7 separate regions of the Sus scrofa genome follow, and regions 2, 3, 4, 5, 6 and 7 are each linked to region 1. A link is a contact called in public Hi-C, HiChIP or PLAC-seq and promoter capture Hi-C data. All regions are on one chromosome and are shown on one strand. The core of a region is the stretch at or near the end of the contact, and the rest is flanking DNA. Distances in the headings are between cores, read along the strand shown. Region 1 holds the start of OSTC (oligosaccharyltransferase complex subunit OSTC). Region 2 holds the start of COL25A1 (collagen alpha-1(XXV) chain). Region 3 holds the start of SEC24B (protein transport protein Sec24B). Region 4 holds the start of HADH (hydroxyacyl-CoA dehydrogenase). Region 5 holds the start of MCUB (calcium uniporter regulatory subunit MCUb, mitochondrial). Region 6 holds the start of CASP6 (caspase-6). Region 7 holds the start of PLA2G12A (group XIIA secretory phospholipase A2).

What was found. Promoter capture Hi-C pulls out the DNA fragments that hold promoters and counts their contacts. Hi-C and Micro-C count contacts between places; a contact is called where the count stands out from the background. HiChIP or PLAC-seq counts read pairs in DNA pulled down with a chosen protein or histone mark.
Region 2: a contact with region 1 is called in a promoter capture Hi-C map of fetal skeletal muscle, with 8 times the contacts expected there. The contact joins the promoter of COL25A1 here to the promoter of OSTC in region 1. A contact is called at or near these places in 2 of 5 promoter capture datasets (fetal skeletal muscle and liver), 3 of 47 Hi-C or Micro-C datasets (embryonic fibroblasts, epiblast stem cells and heart right ventricle) and 1 of 2 datasets of contacts at active chromatin or transcription factors (skeletal muscle).
Region 3: an H3K27ac HiChIP or PLAC-seq map of alveolar macrophages shows a contact between it and region 1. The contact joins the promoter of SEC24B here to the promoter of OSTC in region 1. A contact is called at or near these places in 3 of 5 promoter capture datasets (fetal liver, fetal skeletal muscle and liver), 2 of 47 Hi-C or Micro-C datasets (alveolar macrophages and liver) and 2 of 2 datasets of contacts at active chromatin or transcription factors (alveolar macrophages and skeletal muscle).
Region 4: an H3K27ac HiChIP or PLAC-seq map of alveolar macrophages shows a contact between it and region 1. The contact joins the promoter of HADH here to the promoter of OSTC in region 1. A contact is called at or near these places in 1 of 5 promoter capture datasets (liver), 1 of 47 Hi-C or Micro-C datasets (heart right ventricle) and 2 of 2 datasets of contacts at active chromatin or transcription factors (alveolar macrophages and skeletal muscle).
Region 5: a Hi-C map of embryonic fibroblasts shows a contact between it and region 1, with 1.7 times the contacts expected there. The contact joins the promoter of MCUB here to the promoter of OSTC in region 1. A contact is called at or near these places in 1 of 5 promoter capture datasets (liver), 2 of 47 Hi-C or Micro-C datasets (embryonic fibroblasts and fibroblasts) and 2 of 2 datasets of contacts at active chromatin or transcription factors (alveolar macrophages and skeletal muscle).
Region 6: a contact with region 1 is called in an H3K27ac HiChIP or PLAC-seq map of alveolar macrophages, with 14 times the contacts expected there. The contact joins the promoter of CASP6 here to the promoter of OSTC in region 1. A contact is called at or near these places in 2 of 5 promoter capture datasets (fetal skeletal muscle and liver), 3 of 47 Hi-C or Micro-C datasets (alveolar macrophages and embryonic fibroblasts) and 1 of 2 datasets of contacts at active chromatin or transcription factors (alveolar macrophages).
Region 7: a contact with region 1 is called in a promoter capture Hi-C map of liver, with 6 times the contacts expected there. The contact joins the promoter of PLA2G12A here to the promoter of OSTC in region 1. A contact is called at or near these places in 1 of 5 promoter capture datasets (liver) and 2 of 2 datasets of contacts at active chromatin or transcription factors (alveolar macrophages and skeletal muscle).

What each region holds. Positions count from the first base shown.
Region 1 is chr8:113,445,892-113,448,599 of Sscrofa11.1, forward strand. OSTC (oligosaccharyltransferase complex subunit OSTC) reads right to left here and starts at 1,305. Exons shown (of 4, transcript XM_003129258.4): 1 at 1,099-1,305. The coding sequence starts at 1,237.
Region 2 is chr8:112,865,235-112,867,934 of Sscrofa11.1, forward strand. It overlaps COL25A1 (collagen alpha-1(XXV) chain), which reads left to right and starts at 1,363. Exons shown (of 38, transcript XM_021101684.1): 1 at 1,363-2,700. The coding sequence starts at 2,629.
Region 3 is chr8:112,761,562-112,764,261 of Sscrofa11.1, forward strand. It overlaps SEC24B (protein transport protein Sec24B), which reads right to left and starts at 1,309. Exons shown (of 23, transcript XM_021101681.1): 1 at 1,000-1,309. The coding sequence starts at 1,126.
Region 4 is chr8:114,004,231-114,006,930 of Sscrofa11.1, forward strand. It overlaps HADH (hydroxyacyl-CoA dehydrogenase), which reads right to left and starts at 1,280. Exons shown (of 8, transcript NM_214331.1): 1 at 1,042-1,280. The coding sequence starts at 1,173.
Region 5 is chr8:112,650,010-112,652,719 of Sscrofa11.1, forward strand. MCUB (calcium uniporter regulatory subunit MCUb, mitochondrial) reads right to left here and starts at 1,394. Exons shown (of 8, transcript XM_021101676.1): 1 at 1,031-1,394. The coding sequence starts at 1,126.
Region 6 is chr8:112,518,046-112,520,745 of Sscrofa11.1, forward strand. CASP6 (caspase-6) reads left to right here and starts at 1,405. Exons shown (of 6, transcript XM_013989349.2): 1 at 1,405-2,700.
Region 7 is chr8:112,481,974-112,484,673 of Sscrofa11.1, forward strand. It overlaps PLA2G12A (group XIIA secretory phospholipase A2), which reads left to right and starts at 1,349. Exons shown (of 4, transcript XM_003129255.6): 1 at 1,349-1,803. The coding sequence starts at 1,596.

The sequences.
Region 1 (2,708 bases), core at 55-2,554:
AAGGTGCTAAGCAAATGTTAATGCTAATGCAATGCTAGGACAGTATCTTATCAACATAAAAAATATGTGATATGTAATTTATTTAAATGAACATAAGGTAACTGTAGCTATTCTAGATTTGAGAGGAGGTTGAATCCAAAGGTTCATCCTAGAACTAAGCTCACATGATTTCAGATACTTCCTTCTTCAGTGCCAACTATTCTTAAAAATATGTATAAAAATGAAGAGGTCCACAACAATCCCTTAAAAGTAGAACTATCTGCTCTTGCTGTCCCTCATCTGTTGAGCTTTAATTTTATAATTTCCAAATTAAATACCCCACTTCCCCAAATCTGAAAGTGCAGTAGCAGTGTTGACTAAATCATGAAACTGCGGCTTGAAAGGGTGGTGGCTATGAAAAGACCGTAGCTGGATTGCCAACTCACCACTATACAAAGCGACGCCCCCTTTGCAAAGGGCAGGATAAGATGATTATGCAGAAGTGTTCGAAAGTAATGCTATTTTCCTTATTCTTTGAATTCTCAACTTCCGCTCTCTGATACGCTACCTTCTGCAAATCTCTTAGCTCAAATATGTATCAAAACTCCTTTCATATTTATTGCTGAGCGGGCCAAAAACAAGACCAAACTCTTAGTTTTGAGCTCACAAACCTAAGGACTGTCCAGTCTCTTCCAAGTTTCCAGAGACCGTGGACAAAGAGAAGGTAAAAGTGCCAAGACCTTTTGGCCAACCAAGGAGATAGAATGGGCCAGAAGAGATTTTCCCAGGGTCTTTGTCAAACGACTTAAGGCATGCAATAAAAAATACAACAATCTGGGCTTGAAAAATACATTATTCGACTCGGATGACTTGGCTAAGAGACCAGAAAAGGGATGGCAACGGGAGTGAGAACATTAATTCTCTCAAAATATAGGACAGGGCGTGAGGGCAAATAAACCTTCAGACCGTTAACACTTGGGACCCCAGAACTTCCCTCCACCCTCCGAAAAGATCGAGAGCAGAGCGATGCTTTCCCAGGCTGAGAGGCGACTGATCAGACGCGCCCCCGCCGGCTCTCCGCGCCTCGGCGCCTCTGGAGCCCCAGCCAGGCCGAGTTACCTCCGGTGATGAGGAAGTAAGACACCACCACCAGAGCGTACACAGTCATAGCCGACGGCATGTGCACCCAGGGCGGCTTCTTCAGCTTCAGGTTGGGGCATTCGAGCACTAAGAACGGGACTCGGTACAAAGTCTCCATGTTGGTGGCGGCAGGGACTGCTCTCGGCCTCAAGCCCCACGCGCCACCCGGAAATGGGCCCGCCCTCCCCTTCTCCGGCGCATGCGCGGGGAGGGAATGGCAGGTCTGCAAAGCTCAGTGGCAGTTTACACACTCATAGAAGAAAAGAAGAAACCATAAAAACAAATAAGTGTCATGACTTAAAACAATGTATCTTTTAATGTCTTGAAACAAAACAATTTCGTGAAGCAAAAATTTAAATTAAAAGCTCGGTTATTTCCAGTTAATAAGCAGGTGATTTATGTACCTTCACGGACCTGCAGGGCTTCAGACGTGGCCAAGCGAGAGGAGGAGAGGGAACGGAATCCGCCTGAGCCCCGCCCACTTGCTGACGCTAGGGATTTGGAAGCTGATTGGACGCGGGACGCTCTAGTTTCCCAGAGCCAGAGGATGAATGAAGAGGTTGGGAAATCTCTGCTTTTCTTATTAGCGGGTTTTTCAAGAGCTTGAGAAAGCCCTAGGTTGCTGAGCTTTTACTTCCTGATGTGGCAGTGGTGATAGCAATAACAGTTGTTGGAGTTCCCGCTGTGGCGCAAAAGGATCAGGGTCTCAGGAGAGCTGGGATGCAGGTTCGATCGGCCAGCCAGGCACAGTGTTAGGGAGCTGGCGTTGGCACAGCTGCGGCTTAGGTCACAACTGCAGATCGGATCTGACCCCTGGCCCAAGAACTCCATATGCCGCGGGGCGGCCAAAAAAGGAAAAAAATAAAAATAACAATTGTTCACTCTAATCGCTAAATTAATATAAAATTTAAAAATATATATCCAGTTTAGATCTCTCACAAAGGTCAAGAAGACAGCTCTACAAGATGCCTAACGTGGATAACTTGACACGACCAAAATACTATTTTAAATAACCTGTGCCCTCCCCTGTTTTCGTAAATGCTAAAATCTTTCGGGTTGAAAATCTTGAAATCATCCGGGTTTCTCTCTTTATTAAACATCCATATCCAAAATATCAGCAGGCCTTTTGGGCTGTACTATTAAAAATATCTTTAATTCATCCACTACTTTCCATTCCATATTTACCAGTCTATTGGAAGCCACTATCATCTCTTGCCTGAGCTATGTTTATATTCCAAGTGGAAGAAATGACATGAAAGAGAATTTGTCTTTAGGGATAGACTAGATAGCCTAAACAAGTTTTTTGCTTTCTGTTTAGTTTTTCTTTTCGGTATACTCTCTTAAGATTCTGCAAGTATCTGTTTCCTTTTAGAATAAGCGTTCAAATGACTGATTATATAAATCCAGACTGATAGTTTTATTTTTGAGCCAATGATTATATAAATAAAGACTGATACTTTTATTAGTGAGCCAATGTTTTGTGCTCTCTGTTTGTTACTGAGCTCAGGGTTTTTTACAGGATGGAATGCTTTGGTTCTGTACTTTCAGTTAGTGATTCAATTACTGAGAAATTGTTTAAATACCATAAT
Region 2 (2,700 bases), core at 113-2,612, 580 kb before region 1:
AGCTAAGACGACGATCAAGTCGGACTTGCTTATAGGACATCTAAGTAGAAATGGCTTTAAGGCTCAGAAGAGAGGTTTAGGCTTGAAACATGGGTTTAGGACTCATCAGTGTGAGGGCCGTAATTGACAAACTACTGGAGGTAGAGTACAGAGAAGAGAAGATGGCATAAGACAGAGTCCTGAGGGCCATCAACATTTAGATATCCAGGCAGAGGAAGAGCTGGCAAAGAAGACTAAGGAATGGTTGGAGAGGTAACTGGAATATCAGAAAAGGTTGACATTTTAAAACTTTGTACTCATGTCTTGGGTGCTATTATTGGAAACACATTTAATCACAATTAAATGTGACTTAAAAATTGTTTCCTTGTATATAAAATGTGGCCACTGATCCCTTACTGGCCTCATGTGGTTAGGAGGTACAAATGAAAACATGTACTTGAAAATATTTTGTGAACTGTTGCTCCAGTGGTCTCAAAATCATTAGGAGGATGTGTTAAAACACGGATTACAGTGTTTCTGATTCAGTAATAGTAGTAGTTTCTGAGTCAGCAGATGTCAGGTGGGGGCCTAGAATTTGAATTTTGCCTAAATTCTCAGATGATGCTGATGTTGCTCTTTTGGGACCCCCCTTTGAGAACTGCTGTCTAATACAAACACAAGGAATTCGGCTTTTGGTTTTATAGCAAAATGCACTGTCTTCCTGCAATTTGTGTCTGTTTCATCCCCTATTTTTTCCCAATGTGTATCCTCCATCAACAATGTTGTTGAAACATCTTTATCTTGCTTCATACCTAGCATTACGCGTTTATGAAAGATAAAGTATTTTGTTGATTGTTTACATTAATGAGCAACCACTTGAAGTTAGCTTGATTAATAAGGGTAGAAACATATATTTCTTAGGAGGAGAAGGAGATAAGGGGGAACTCTTTCGAGTAAGAGGTGGGATTTTTTTTTTTTTTCCTTCAAAGTCCCTTAGATGGAGAATGCTACTTGTACCCTATTTTCAAAAAATCCCATTAGAGAACGTGTAATTTGATCCAGAGGGAGCAGCCTGAGGAGAGTCAGGTAAGAGGAAAAACTGACCTCATTCTTCAGTCTTTTCCGAAAGCCTGAGAAATGTGTGTATACCTCAACACTCGCTTCTTCAATCCCACAAAACAGGGAATCAGGAAAATGCATTAGCACCCTAGTACAGACTAGGAACACGGGGCGGGGAAGAGCGTCAGCCTCGTCAGGACAGAAGGAGACTGGGGGAGGGGAGAGAAAACTTCCCCCAGTCAGAGGCTGCAGCGTGGCCGTGGGAAGCGAGGGGAAGTGGGGAAATGTACTACAGGCGTCAGCCAGACACTTGGCCTCTCGGCGTGTGGGAAGGTGAGGGAGGAGGGAAAAGCCTGCACCACAGCTCCCGCCGCTGCTTTTAGTGAAGACCGAGAGCGCGAGAGCGTTCTGCTTCCCTTCTTCCCTCCTGGAGGCCATTCCTCCATATTTAACCAGGATAAAGAGGGGGCGCAGGGCCGAGCCCGAATGAGCCAGAGCTGCCGCTCCCCTCAACGGACCCCGCTTCGGCCCCCGGCCCAGGCGGGAGAAGGGGCGTTCGGCGCCGCCGAAGTTACTCCATGGAGGGGGGAGGGGTCGCATCGCGGGGGCCGCTCCAGCTCTTTGCATAAATTATGCTAATGAAAGACCTCCGGCTCAGCTTCCCCCCCCCACCCCGCGCCCGAGCTCCCCGCCCCTCAGGAGTTTCTCCTCGGACCGCCCGCGGGCTGGGCGAAGGTGAATATATTATGCTAATGAGGCGGGCTCCAGCCTAGGCTTGGAAGTGGGGGCGCACTGCAGCCGGAGCCGCGGGCGGGAGGCCGCGCGCCTGGAGGGGGTCGGAGGAGGGACGGCGCTTTCGGAGCGCGCGCGCACTCACACACTCACACACACACACACACACACACACTCACACACGAGCATCCCGAAGGGTATTTAAGGCTCGCAGACGCGAGGCTGCGGAGATACTTCGGGCGGCCGCGACTTCGCCCTCGCGACTCGCCTGTTCTCCTTGGGTGTTTGGTGTTCCTCGCTTCTCTCCCCCGTGGCCACCCCCTTTGCATTACGCTCTCGCAGCCTCTCGCAGCCGTTTTGCCTGGAACTGAATCCAGGTGGGAAACAGGTCGGCGTGAGGAAAAACACCGAATAGGTAGAAGGCAAACTAACAGAGGCGCAACAGGTCCGGCGCTGTGAGGCGAGGGCGAGCGGCGGCCCCTCTCAGCGCCTCGGGCCGCTGTCCCTCGGACCTCGCGCGGCCGCTCTTCTTAGGGAGGTCCCGGTCCTCTGAGGGGCCAAGGAGGGCACCCGGGTGGATTTCATCCCGGTTTTTACCTCACTGCCACCAGTCCCCAGTCGGAGGGTGCGTTTCACTCGCAGCTGGGAGGGGAGAAGAGAGCGGGGGATGGTCCACGTCTGCTGGTCTCGACGCTGAGGAAAGCAGCGGTCCACCTCCACTCCCCGGCTCAGACTCCGCCAACTAGTTGTGCAGCCACCAGGACTGAACTTTGGAGGAATCGTCCTTTTGCTTTCTTTTAAGATTGTTGGAAGTGGTAGAGGGTGGGAGGCGAAGCCGAGACAGCCGACCCCGCCACGATGCTGATGAAGAAGCAAGCAGGGAAAGGAGGGGGGCGGGAACCGGGCTCTGAGGACCCGAGCCCAGCCCGG
Region 3 (2,700 bases), core at 59-2,558, 680 kb before region 1:
TGCAGACTGTTCTCTTACAAACGCAGTCATTATTCAATTACTTTCCACAGTTCTCCTCTGAAACACTATCGTCTATAAAGAGAGCCCTCCCCACCTCCCCGGCCGCATCCAGGAACATTCCAAATCTCAAGATTAGGGAATGGATATCCTAGAGCTGATCATTTTTCAGCTGAAACTCCTGCATACCAAAAGCCCATGACCTTAGCACCAAAGCAGCTTTCCCGTTGCACTGGCTGCTGCCGTTGGGAAGGCCCTGCCTCAAACAGGACCAACTCTGTCACGTTTTTTGGATTTATGAAAGTGCAGCTGGGGGTGGGGTGGAGTGGGGAACCTGCCAGATCTAAAAGTATTCGTTTAAATCCGTTTGACACCTGCCTCCTTCAAACACGACAAACTCCAAACATTTGAGCAGCCGCCGCAGCAGCATTGGACAGATCTTGAGGCCAAACTAGGTCAGGGTTACGGTTACACTTACGTTGCACATTAACACCCTTTGTCTACAAACTTGAACACTAAGTTAAGTTCCCTTCCAGGCAGCGTGCTCGCTGGGCCTCAGAATCGGTGCAGTCTTCCCGAGACAAGAAGGGCACCAACCACCCTGCTCCATGGCTACACCAGCCTTCTCCGGACCACGCACTCTGCGGCCTCGGCAAGGCCGGGTCTCTCGGAGAAGGGGTCGCTTGGGGGTAACTCTCCTGCGCCCAAGCTGCATAACACGGATTTCACAGGGTATCTGGGCTCCCCCTTTTCTAGGGCCCCTACTTATCCGGGCGGTTTCGTGCCTGGGGTCACACTACCGTAACAGCCCAGGGCCCCGATTCCCCAGGTCTGAACCCCCGCCGGGGCGCCCCTCCCCCCACGCCCGAACCCTGCAGCCCCCCTCCCCCGACCCTTACAGCCCCCCTTCCCACCAGCCCCGCCACCGCCCCGCCCGGTCGGGCCGCGCAGGCTGCCGGGCCGGCACTAGGCCCCGCGCTCCGCCCCGGCTGCCCGCCTCACCGTTCTGCTGGTGCGGCCCCAAGCCCGGGACCGCGGGCGCGGCGGCTCCTGGGGCGGCGGCTCCGCCAAGCTTGGGAGGGATCCGGGCGCTGGCGGCCGGATGAGGAGACCCGGCAGGAGCCGACATGACGGCGCTACTGGCGGCGGCCGCGGCTCTGCTTCGGGGAGGTGGGCGGAGGGAAAGGAAGGCGGGGCCGGAGAGGAAGAGGAAGGAACGCGCGCGGCGTCACCGAGGGAGTCACCCGGGACCGCGGCGGGAGTGCCGCGCTCCACCCCGGAGCTCAGCTCGCCGCCGCGGGTGCCGGGACCCCGGTCCGCTCCGCCCGGCCCTGCCCTGTCCTGCCCTGCTCTGCCCTGCCCTGCCCTGCCGCCGCCCCGAGCCGGGAACCGCGGGACTCCCACCCCGGGTCGCTCACCGCAAGCGCGGGCGGCGAGCGCCGCAGCGCCCCCTGCAGGCGGAGCCCGGCGCGCCCAGGCCGGAGGCAGGGCCCGGGGCGGCGGCCTGCCGGCCAGCCCTACAACCTCCGGGCCCGGCGGAGCTGCTGAGGCCTCCCGGCGAGAGGGATGGATCCGGATAGTAGGGGCTCTGGGCCCACTTTCACGTGGGGTGGAGGCTGGAGCGCTGCGGGCCGGGATGGGGCAGTGCCGGGAGAGGGGTTTGGGAGCTGCGGGGTGACATCCGGAGCCCCGGGCAACGCCGGGCTGGACTGACCCCACTCACCATTCCTCGGAAGAGGAACCCTGGGTTTGGCTTTGTACTTATTTTAATCCTGAGGGTTTTTCTTTTTTTTTTTTTTTAATTTCCTTTTTCTCCCTTAAGGTTAAATTCCAAAGGAAATAGGCATTCCAGCTTCTCGTCCGTGGGGAATTACAATCCCGGGCAAAGGAAGAGGAATTTACTTAAAATCACTGACTTAAACCGGGAAAGGGGGTACTAGAGTAAGAGAAACTGAAGGGCAAACTTTATCTGCCTCATGATTTTTTGCAAGGGGTTGGCTCATCCTGTTAGGATTGAAAAGAGGAGCTGTAGCATCCGAAGCAGGAATTCAGCTTGCTTTGTCTACCTTGATGAAATCTTTGAATCTCCGGTCTGTCCCAGCATGCTAAGTGGCAAGCAAGCCCTGGAGTTCATCACTCAAGTCATTTTGCCATCGTTCGGAATCCCGAGTGTGCCACAATCATTCTGTATTAGAAATGAAATTGTTCAAAAACAGCAAATTCCGAATGGGTTCCAGCAAGATATTTCTGGAGTGACAAGGCTAATTACTGAATGATTATGCCAAGCATAAAATGCCCTATAGCCCGAGAAAAATGCAAAGCTTCACTTTAGTTGTGGCCATGAATTAATGATACTTTGTGTTCGATACACCAAATGAATTACAAACAGGATTTCAGTAGCTGGATTTGGACTTTTTAAAATTTGTCTTTACTCTTATTTCCATAATTCTGGTTAATTTTTCCTTTTCATTTTATACACGGATAAGCAACTTAAACAATAGTTTACATTATCATAACCAGAAGCTAAAATATACTAGTTCCTGCATGTGAAAAATACCTTAAGCTAAATTCGTAGGTTTTAAAAACCAATGATGTTTTTAAATGTAAATTTTTAGAATCTTTAGAGAAAATTATATTGTGCACAGAAGACAGTCCTGTCCTGGAAAGCAATATCCCATTAATAAAAACTGCTTGAATTTTTAA
Region 4 (2,700 bases), core at 30-2,529, 560 kb after region 1:
TGATCTGAAAAGAAATGGGAGCCTGTCAGAAGGATAAAACATTAATGAAAAACAGATTTTAGGAGAAAAAGCAACCAAATTAATAGTTGTTTAAAAAAAAATAACAACCTGCAGGGTGGGAAAAATTAAGATACATAATGACAATAAAAGATTTTTCTAAAAAGCAAGCACAGAAGCAAGGACTTGGTTGGAAATAGAACTAAGAAAAATTAATCTTTTTCAAAATTGAAGCCACTGAAGGTACTTCCCCCCCAAAAAAACTAGATCAATGCCTCCCCTGTCCAACAATACTAGTAGCAAGGGCTGAAATGCTAAGAAGATAATCAGCTAGGCTATGAAAATCACGGTTCCCCAATACAACCTGGAATGTAACCGCTAAAAATCAATAAAGTACAAGTACCACAGTATCTAGATAATAACTGCACAACTGTCCCTGAATCACAGCTCAGGTGGAACAGGGCAGAGTCCTGAAGATCCACAGCGAGATTAATGAGCTACCCCTTCAGAGCCCTTGGCCCCTCTACCTCCCGCTCCCACTCTCCCCAGCACCAGAGGGCATTAGGTCAAAGAGGCCCCGCGCAGCAGCAGCTGGTGGCGTCCCAGGGCCTCACAAGCTCCGATAAGATAACTTTTACAAAATGCTACAAAAGTGCTGACTACTATTAACCTTTGTAATCCAGCAAGCATAGGAAACACTCGGAAGAAGACCATTTCGAAGAGCAGAAAACTACTCTGACAATAACTGCAGAATTATTTAAAAAAAAAAAAAAAAACCACCGATAAAAATTAAACCCGATCGCAGTCCAGGTCTCGGGACGCACACCCTCGGAAACGGAGGCTCGGCCAAAAGACACCAGATCTTTGAGGGAGTGCAGACTCACGGGTCTAGGCATTTCAACTACACGGGCAGGGGGACAGGGGAGGAGGGGAAATTCTCCAGGTCTCTCGGAGCTACACCCCGCCGGGTCGCGGCCCGCCAGAGCTCTCAGGTTAGCGTAGGCAGCAAGGCGAGCGGAGAGCGCTGCCCGCCGGGCGGCCCACCTGGGCAATGCCTGCGCCCATCAGCCCGCCGCCGATGACCGTCACGTGCTTGACGAGGATTTTCTTCGCCGAGGCCGCGGCGGTGGACGAGGAGGACAAGGAGCGCACGAGCTGCCTGGTTGCGAAAGCCATGGTGCAGACGAAGGCGGCGACAGCAACAAGACCGGGCGGAGAAGGTAACCGCAGGCGGCTGAGGCAAGAGTAGCAAGACGACCCCTGGGCTTGGACACCCAGGAAACCCAAGGTCCGCGCGCCCTGGGCGTGGCTGTGCGTCTCCGACGACAGGGCGGAGCCTCGCGATTCGCTTTTCTCATTGGTGGAGACCCCAGGGGCCGCGTTCGAACGTCGGAGCGCGGCGTCTCCGCCCAAGTGGGCGGGCACGGCCACAGCGTTGCGCTGCTGAGCTCGCTGGCCGGGCTGTCCCTCCGCAGTCAGAGGGAAGAGGAGGGGCAGTTAGCGCGCCCATCCCCGCGCAGGCCCAAAGCGGAGGGCGGCCTTATAAGGGGGAGGATGCGGTGTTGTTTTGTTAAATCCTCGCTTAGGATGCTAGTGCATAACTCGACCCTGAATAAATACGTGTTATTTCGGTTTTGATGATAAGAGACTCCCAAATGAGCACCTTCAGTTCACGTCATCAAATAACCAAATCTAGGAATTATTTCGGCCTTGTGTACATTGTTCCTGATAAAACGGAAGGAAACGAACTGCTCGGACGCAAAGCAAATGTCTAGTAACCCATGAATTCCAATGCAGAGATCGGGGTCAGAGAAAGAGAGTTGATATTGCCCATTTCCACTTTACAAGTCCTGAATGTGTGAATGGTAAGATCAAAGAGAAACCTCTGTGGAGATAAAAATGGAAAGGAAAGTCTTTCAAAGTACTGGAAGACTTGATAGTAATTAGGCCAGTAGTCCCCCTCCTGTGAATAATTCCTAGTTACTGTACTTTAATAATGAAGAATTTTTTAATTAATTTATTTATTGTTTTAGGGCCGCACCTGCGGAATATGGAAGTTCTTGGGCTGCCGGTCAAATCAGAGCTGCAGGTCCTGGCCTGCACCTCAGGCACAGCAAGAGGATCTGAGCTGCATCTGCGACCTACTTCGCAGCTTGTGCAATGCCAGATCCCTAATTCACTGAGGGAGGCCAGGGATCAAACCACATCCTTGTGGATACTATTCAGATTCTTAACCTGCTGAGCCACAGTGGGAACACCTAGTAACACAGAATTTGTATTATTTTTATATTATTTTTGAATATGTAATAAGGACCCACAGACTCACCATCCAAAGTCAGCATCCTCCTGTTGGAAGTAACTTTCATAGTAAATACTATGTTCACCATTCCTTTGCTTTGATCTCTTTTTTTTCCCTTTCTTTCTTTTATGGTGGTACCTGGGGCATATGGAAGTTCCCTGGCTAGTGATGGAATCCCTGCTGCAGCTCCAGCTGTGGTGAAGCCGGATCCTTTAACCCAGTACACAGAGAGGATCAGAGGTGCACCTCTGCAGCAACCCAAGCCACTGCAATCAGATTATTAACCCACTGTGCCACAGCAGGAACTCCTTCATTTTTATTTCTAATATTGTAAAAATATGGGAGAAGCACTGGTGTGGAGGCTTGGGACATTATTAAGAGGATCATTATTGGCTGAAGAGACA
Region 5 (2,710 bases), core at 144-2,643, 800 kb before region 1:
GTAGCAGGGGAAAAAAAAGGGGGGGGGGGATGAACAGGAAGTGAAAGTGACAAGATAACAGGAACGGCATCGCTTACTTTCTGCTTTTCTTTCTAACTGCGGAAAGAAAAAAATACATCTTTTTTTCTCGTTAACAATCAAACTGATTTCTAAGGGTGGGTAGGCGGCGCTGAAAACTAAGAAACAACGCCCTCCCCAACCGCGCGCACCTGGAAGGCTCTTACTTCCAAGGCTGTCTTTCCTCATTAGGCTCAGAGTTAGGGCTCCCAGGCTCCTGTCAGCCCCCATCACAATCCCAGTTACACCCAGTACTTCACCCCATCCCCCAACCCTGTCTTCCCGTGTATTTTTTAGCGCACATCGACCGACGCTCTACCTCCTCTTCCAAGCAACGGTTCTACAAAGATTTCCACAATACAACTGTGTCAGGCCAACTGTTACTCATCAGCACACACATGATTCACCCGTCTCTCGGCTCTCGGAACAAAACGCGAGTTTTCCTTCCCTCTTTGAAAGGGAGGTGCTCGTAGTTTTTAGGTTGGAAATTTCACTCTCCTACCACAGTACGTACTCAGGGCTGTCGCGCTGGCTCGCTTTACCGTTTTCTTAGCCCCCTTAGGCCACATCGGCACCGACAATCGAGCAGACAGCAAAGCGGCTCTGAAAACTTATTCCAGATTGCGGTTTGGACGCGGAAAAACTGTCTCCCGGGGCAACTGTGCTGCTCCCGCGGCCGCCGCCGGGTGGTCCCCGCACTCCAACTTAACCGAGGTGATGAGCCAGCTCACTTCCCCGTAGCCCTTGGCCTTTCCTTCCCTCGGCTCCTGGGGGTGACCCCGACTCTGGACCGCCGGGCCCAGGTCCATGGCCCGAGGGATGACCTATCCTCCCGTCCGCAGAGCCGGGGGAGAGGGGGCGAGGGTGTCATCAAAACGCAGTGAAAGTCCCGGCCGCTCGGCTTTCGCTCCCGCCTAAGTTGCCCCACGCAAACTTTCCCAGCCGCCTCCCCCGGCACCAGGTTTGGGCTCACCTGGGGCATCGGCGGCCGCGAATGCGCTTGGCCTTGGGTTCCGGGGGTCGTCAGCAGCCGCGCGCGCCACGGCCAGGGGCCCCTCCAGCGCATCATCCCGTCGGGCGCGGCGCTCCCGCTGGAGTCAGCGGGCCATGGTCTGCGCTGGTGGCTGGGCGCCGGCGTTCTCCGTGGGCGCAGCCTCGCCGGGCCCCCGCCTCCCCGCGCCGCGCAGCGCGGGGCGGGCTAAAGGGAGGGTGTGTCCCTCTCCCCTCGTCTGGTCTTCGCACACGCCCCGGCGCGAGCCTGTTTTCTTTCCTCCGACCAAAATTTGGAGGGGCGGGAGGAGAGAATGAGAGCGCGAGGGAACCGCCCTCCGCATCTCAGGTGTTGCGGGTCAGCCCGGATGTTTGGCCGGCCTCCCTGCTTCCCTTAAAGCCCCTTCTGAAATGAACGAGAGCCCGGGCGCCGGCCGCTCACTCCTGGGGAGCTGTTGATTTCAAAACTCGCTGGTGATTCTGGGTACTTAGTGCCCGGCGGGCAGTCTTCTCCGTTCCACCCCCACGAGGCAGGGAGGCATGGGGTGAGCGGAAAAGAGCGTCAGGGATCTGAAGAGGGGCAGGGTCTCTCTGGAAGTTTCCCTCCTGCCCTAGAGGAGCAAGTCCACGGAGGCTCCACCTTTCAGCTCGAGGCGTGGGCTGCGGGCGGCGGTGGCCGGTGCTCTCTGCTCCCCGATGAGCAGCGAATGTTTCCCAGGGCCTACCTCTGCCAGAGGTTTGCTGTCCGATTGATGGTGACCCACACAGAACCCTTTGGGACAGTCTCTCTCACAGCTGAATTGGCTTCTCCTTTGAAGCACGTTATTAATTGAAGCAGCTAAGAAATTGAAAAGTTTTCACAACAATTGGGAACCCTAATGTTTTGTCTTGGACTGTGTTTGTAGAAACAAACACAAACCACTTAAGAGCAGCCTAATCCAAGCTTTCACATAGCTTTATTTACAACAGAGTTGGTAGATAAAACACAGGATGTTCAGTTAAGTTTGATTTTTAGATAAACAACATAATTTTTTAATGTTAAGTATGTCCAAAATACTGCATGGGTCACACTTTTCTTAAATGAAACATTTGGGGTATACTTATGCTAAATTATGTATTGTTTATCTGTAATTCAAATTTAACCAGGCATACTGTTTTTATTTACTAAATCTGCAAGAGGCTTGAGTTAATGAATCAAAACTGGCAAACAATGCAACAAGTGGTAAATCTCACCTCATGATAATCTTTCCTTATTGAAAAAAGATGCAGGAAATTCCCATTGTGATTTAGTGGGTTAAGGACCCCACGTGGTCTCTATGAGGATGCATTAGATCGCTGACCTCGCTCAGTGGGTTAAGGATCCCGTTTTGCCACCGGCTGCAACTAGCCAGCAGCTGCAGCTCGGATTAGACCCCCGCCTATGGTTAAAAAAAAAAAAAAAAGAAAGATGCAGGTATCTACCATAGCAAAAACTGTCACCATTCTTAGTTGGTTCATACCTGTTAATGAGCATCTGTGTTTCAACATACCATTGACCTCCACAGATAGTGACACATTAAATATGAGGTCCACATGGAAGTAATTTTTTTTTTTTTTTTTTTTTTTTTTTGCCTTTTCTAGGGCTGCTGCCTCAGCATATGGAGGTTCCCAGGCTAGGGAGCTG
Region 6 (2,700 bases), core at 155-2,654, 930 kb before region 1:
GGTCTCCAGTGTGGCTCGGGTCTGGTGTTGCTGTGGTGTGGGCTGGCCTCTGCAGCTCTCCATTTACCCCTAGCCTGGGAGCTTCCATCTGCTGTGGGTTCAGCCCTAAAAAGCAAAAAATTAAAAATTAAAAAAAAATGTAAAACTGAATCAGCAGTGTCATCTTTGCATACAGGCCACAGTGAAGTTATCCTTTTTTGTCCTGGTCTTATTAGGTTTCCGTAACAGCCTTCGAAGTCTCCTTGCTGACAACTTTATAAATATTTCCTTGTTGGCTCTCAAGTTTTCTTAAGTGGAGGAATCAGAATTATAAAAATTTGGTATTTCTATGATTTATATAGGAAAAAAAACAAGGCTTAGTGGGGGTAAGCACTGAAAAAAAAAGTCAAAAATTTTTTTTCAAAATTTAAGCTTTAGAATTATCGCTGAATTTATCTTTATTCCATATATTTCATTCCTTGGATAGGTAATAGTTGGCTAAGACCTTCAGATTCAGTAAATTCCATAAAAGTGACTATTCATAATGGTAAGAATCAAGCTATCCAGTCAGTTAAGTTTGGTGTTAAAGTATTAAAATAATTAAGATTATTCAATATGGATTATTATTTCAATATGGATTATTTTAATATGGATTTGCTTTGGATTCTTTTTTTCCACTTTGAGAAGGAAGAGATTGGTAGCATTCTTTTTTTTTGTTTTTAATTTTATTGGAGTCCAGTTGACTTACAATGTTGTGCCTATTTCGTCTATGTCCCACACGTGAGCATGCAGCAGAACCACTGGAGGGCTTGTTAAAATGCGATGGTGGACCCTACCCCCGGCTTCTAATTCAGTAGGTCTGATTCTGTAGGTCTCAAGAGTTTGCATCTCTAGTATGTCCCCAGATGACATTGATACTGCTGGTTCAGAGACCACAGTTTGAGAATGTTTCTAGGTAATCTTTAGTGACTAAAAATAAATGAACTGAAAATTTACTGAGGGCTGGGTATAATCCTAGGAGTTTGCCAGTTACTGTCTCAAAAAATACTGAATGAATTTTGTCCCCCCTTTACAGAGAATTTGAAGCTGGGAGAGGTTACATTGTTTTACTTGTGTTATGTCTCAAAGGGAATAAAATGGTGGAGCCAAAATTAGAATCTAGGCAGCCTGTTTCCCAATCTCAGTCACTTACCCTTTTTACCTGGGGACTATTAGCTATTGCTTTATTTTTACTTTTTTTGCTTTTTAGGGCCGAACTAGTGGCATATGGAGGTTATATGGCTAGAGGTTGAATTGGAGCTACAGCCGCTGACCTGCACCACAGCTCAGGGCAACGCCAGATCCTTAACCCACTGAGCTAGGCCAGGAATCAAACCCGCAACCTCATGGTTACTAGTTGGATTCGTTTCCACTGCACCACCAGGAATTCCTTAGCTATTGCTTTAAAAGGCTAAAATTAAACATTTATAATTGTGAAATAAGTATCCTAATGCTTTGTATTTGTACGTCTTAAGGTAGACAGTATCTTACTTTAAAATACATAACCGTATATGTATAAAAGCAATACAGTATTGTGAGATACTTGAGAAAAAATAAATTTCTTTCGTCTCCTTTCAGATAAATGGAGGGTCAGCCAATTGAAATTCCACTTCTATATAAGGACTATTTCTGTATAGAGGAGATACCCTGAAAACTAGGCAGAAGGACAGGAAGCTCTGGTGGTCAGAGAAGTCATTCAAACTGGATAGAGTCCAGAGTGCAGTTGCAGAAACCTGAATCTTATTCAGGTTAAATATTTGTTGAGCTCCTCCTACCTTCTAAGCAACTGCTGGGTAATGGGGAAACCGAAAGAAGTCAATTCTGTTTTCAATAAGCTTAAGATGGTGGCAATAGAAATTCGTTGAGCTCTTCACAAGCCAGGCATTGTTCTGACTACAGTAGTTTAACTCAATTGTCAAAACCGTATGAGGGAGATAATTGATATTCCATGTCTTCACTGCAGCATGTTACTAAGATAGTGATTTCTGAAATATTTTATGCATATAATGAAATGAACAGCAAATGGCAAAGGGTGAGTAAAATCCTTTGATTTCATACTCTATTCAATGACCAAGTAAGACTTTTTTTTTTTTTTTTGCGCACCCAGGGCAAATGGAAGTTCCCTTGCCAGGGATCCAATCCGAGCTGCAGCTGCAGGCCCAGCCCTTTCAGAGACAACTTGGGATTCTTAACAGCGGGAACTCCCTTAAGCAAGACTTTTCAGCCACAAGTATATGCAGGAAGCTATCCAGTTAGATTTTTATTTTTCTCTCCCAATCCGCTCTACAAACAAAGAGCATTTTAAAGTACTGTAAATCCTTGCAAGTCCTATAACGTAACTCGCACTGGGGAAAAGATTCCACGGGAAACAGGAAAACACAACACCCTGTACCTGAGGGCGTGGAGAAGAGCTAACACTTGGGGCGGAGCTTGAGCGAGCCTTGCTGCCTGCAGGTGCTCTGAAACTGCCTGGGGCCTCCCACCCGGGGTCCTCCCACCCCGGGACCGCCCCTTGGCCTCGGGATAAGAATTGCGGCGTCCCTTAGGCTGGGTTCTGCTCTCCAGGCGCCAGGCTAAGAAGACCGCGTCCCCTGCCCTGCTTGGACGCTCTGGCCCCCGCGAACTCCAGGTGAACGAAACGGACCTTAACTCAGCAGGGGGCACGGCCACCACCAACTCCCA
Region 7 (2,700 bases), core at 99-2,598, 960 kb before region 1:
GCAGTAGGGCAGACTAAAGCCAGGTGGCTTTCTACTAACCCAGCCTGGGGTTGGGCTCAGTGAAGTGCCTGACATAAAGTAAGCTTTTAATACGGAGAGATATAACTCTTATGAGCTCTGCACTGCACATTTATTATAAATGTATGGAGCCTGTAACAAACACAAAAGCCAAACTAGAACTTATTGGTAACTCTTATTAGAAAGGACACATCTCTTGAAATCTTGCCCTGGATCTTCTTGGAAACTGCCAGGCAGAGGAAGATAACCAGATATTTATAGCTCTGGTAAAAATTACTGCAATTGTTATTTAAGGCTTCTGCACAGGGTTGGGAAAAGATAGAGAAAAGTTACTGGAGCTATCAAGTTATAAAGTATCTTCAGTAGGAAATCTGTGATTTCCACTTTTTTCTTTTTTTTTTAAACTGCAATCAATTGTAGAGTACTGCTTCTCCTTTACCAGAGAAAAAAGCTCATGGTTTTTTATTTTTTACGTCTTTTTGCCATTTCTTGGGCCGCTCCCGCGGCATATGGAGGTTCCCAGGCTAGGGGTCTAATTGGAGCTGTAGCCACTGGCCTACGCCACAGCCACAGCAACGCGGGATCCGAGCCGCGTCTGTGACCTACACCACAGCTCACAGCAACGCCAGATCCTTAACCCACTGAGCAAGGCCAGGGATCGAACCCTCAACCTCATGGTTCCTAGTCGGATTCTAACCACTGAGCCACCACGGGAACTCCCGCTCATGGTTTTTTATTGTCAAAACATTTTCTTCTTCCATAATTCTGAAACCAGCATCTCGCTCATCCTTCTCAGCCAGGCACCTACATGGCCTTAGGTTGACATGTTCCAGTCCCCATCCCCCAACAGCAGGGCCGTGAATCCCGGACCCAAGTTGGTGAGACGTGGCTTCTGCCCACCTATCAGGCAGAATCAGTTTCAAACCCGAAATTCAGCTGGACCCCTCGGCTCTCTCTTTGCACGTGGCTACGGGAGCTCACTTCTCCAACACTGTCTACATCCAGAAAAGCCTGTCGCTTGGGGTGGCTGAACAGCGCCCCTACAAGTCGGAGGAGGTCACGGGGGTTCGCCACCTGGCTGCACTTTACAGCTATCCAGGGAGCTTTTAAAAAACACGGATGCTCACTGACACCTGGACGAACCTAATCAGCCTCTCTGGGGTACGGGGCCCAGCATGGCTATTTAGTAGCACAACCTTCCCCTCAGGTAGTGCTAACGAGGACCAGGTAACCGCCTCGGGGGCGTGCCGCGGCCACCAAGTAAGCGTGGAGGACGCCTCTCAGCGCTCCCGCCTCCCCGCCCCTCTGACGCACCACGCTCGGCGCAGGCGCACAGGGACAGCGGCAGGCCCAGGTGAGCGCAGCGCGTGCGCCGCGCCGAGCGTCTCCGCGTCTCATTGCCGGCGGAGAGGGCCCGCCTCCCAGCCAGGCGGGAGGCGGGGGCATGGGGCCGGCCCCACCTTGCTGCTGAGCCCTGGCCCCGCGCAGCTGCCTAGGCTAGGGCTCGCTGAAGGGGCTCAGTGGGGCGTGCGCCGGTCGCGCGGCTCCCGGGACCCGTGCGGCCCGGCGCTGCGCGGATGGCCCAGCTCCCGCGGCCCGCGCTCGCCCTCCTCCTCCTGCTACTGACCGCGGCTTTCAGATGCCAGGAGCAGGCCCAGCCCACCGATTGGAGGGCCACCCTGAAGACCATCCGGAACGGCGTTCACAAAATAGACACGTACCTCAACGCCGCCTTGGACCTTCTGGGAGGAGAGGATGGGCTCTGCCAGTATAAGTGCAATGACGGTGAGGGGGACCCCAGGACCTGCGAGGCCCGTGCTTTCAGGGCTGTTGGGGGGACCGAGATCGTGGAGGTGTGAGATGCCAGGCAGACCTTGACGGTGTCCTCTGGCCGTGGAAAAACAACCATTGCTAGACCTTCCGTTCTTGTGTTTGAGCAACCTGCTGACAAGTTCGCACTACTGTTGTTAGCATGTGAGAGAGCACCTGAGTGTGTACACACCGTTCTGTTTTCATTGCTTCTGAATTACTTCTTTTTTTTTTTTTTCCAATTGCATGGAAGTTGCCCAAGAACTTAGTGACGTATGCGTCATGGTGATGGAGAGAAACAGACTGATTTTAGCTCTATTTTAGCGCCTTTAAATTAAGCAGCTGAACGTGCAAAACATTTCGAGAATTTTAAAGTCATGGCCTTTTAACTTTCTCAAGAATTGGTTTAAGTTATGTTTTTCCTGCAGAGCTACAGAAAATAAATCGCGACCTTTGTACAGACTTTTGGTGTACTCTATTGTTGAGAAAGAGTGCTGATAACTCTGCTAGAAAATGAGTCCATCAATACTTGACAGGAATTTTCTTTCCTTGGAAACTGGTGACTCTGCTTTGTCAATGTTGGTTGCTATTGTTATTCTTTTGATTTGCCTTTTCATATTTTTAAACTTTAATTATGTTTGCATCTGCGAACCTGTTTGGTGGCATTGTTGGTAGTAATAAGTCAGCATTTCAGGCAGAGATCTTTCCTCCGAAGCGCCTGACTTTTTGGAATGCTTAAATGTTGTAATAGTTAAGATAAAGTACTTCTTTTTTGAACTTCACAATGCTAAAATAGTACTTATTGTTTCCAACAAGAGTGGACAAGGTCTAGGCCTAGTGGATTTAATGCGTGGCAGCTCAAAATAATAGGGA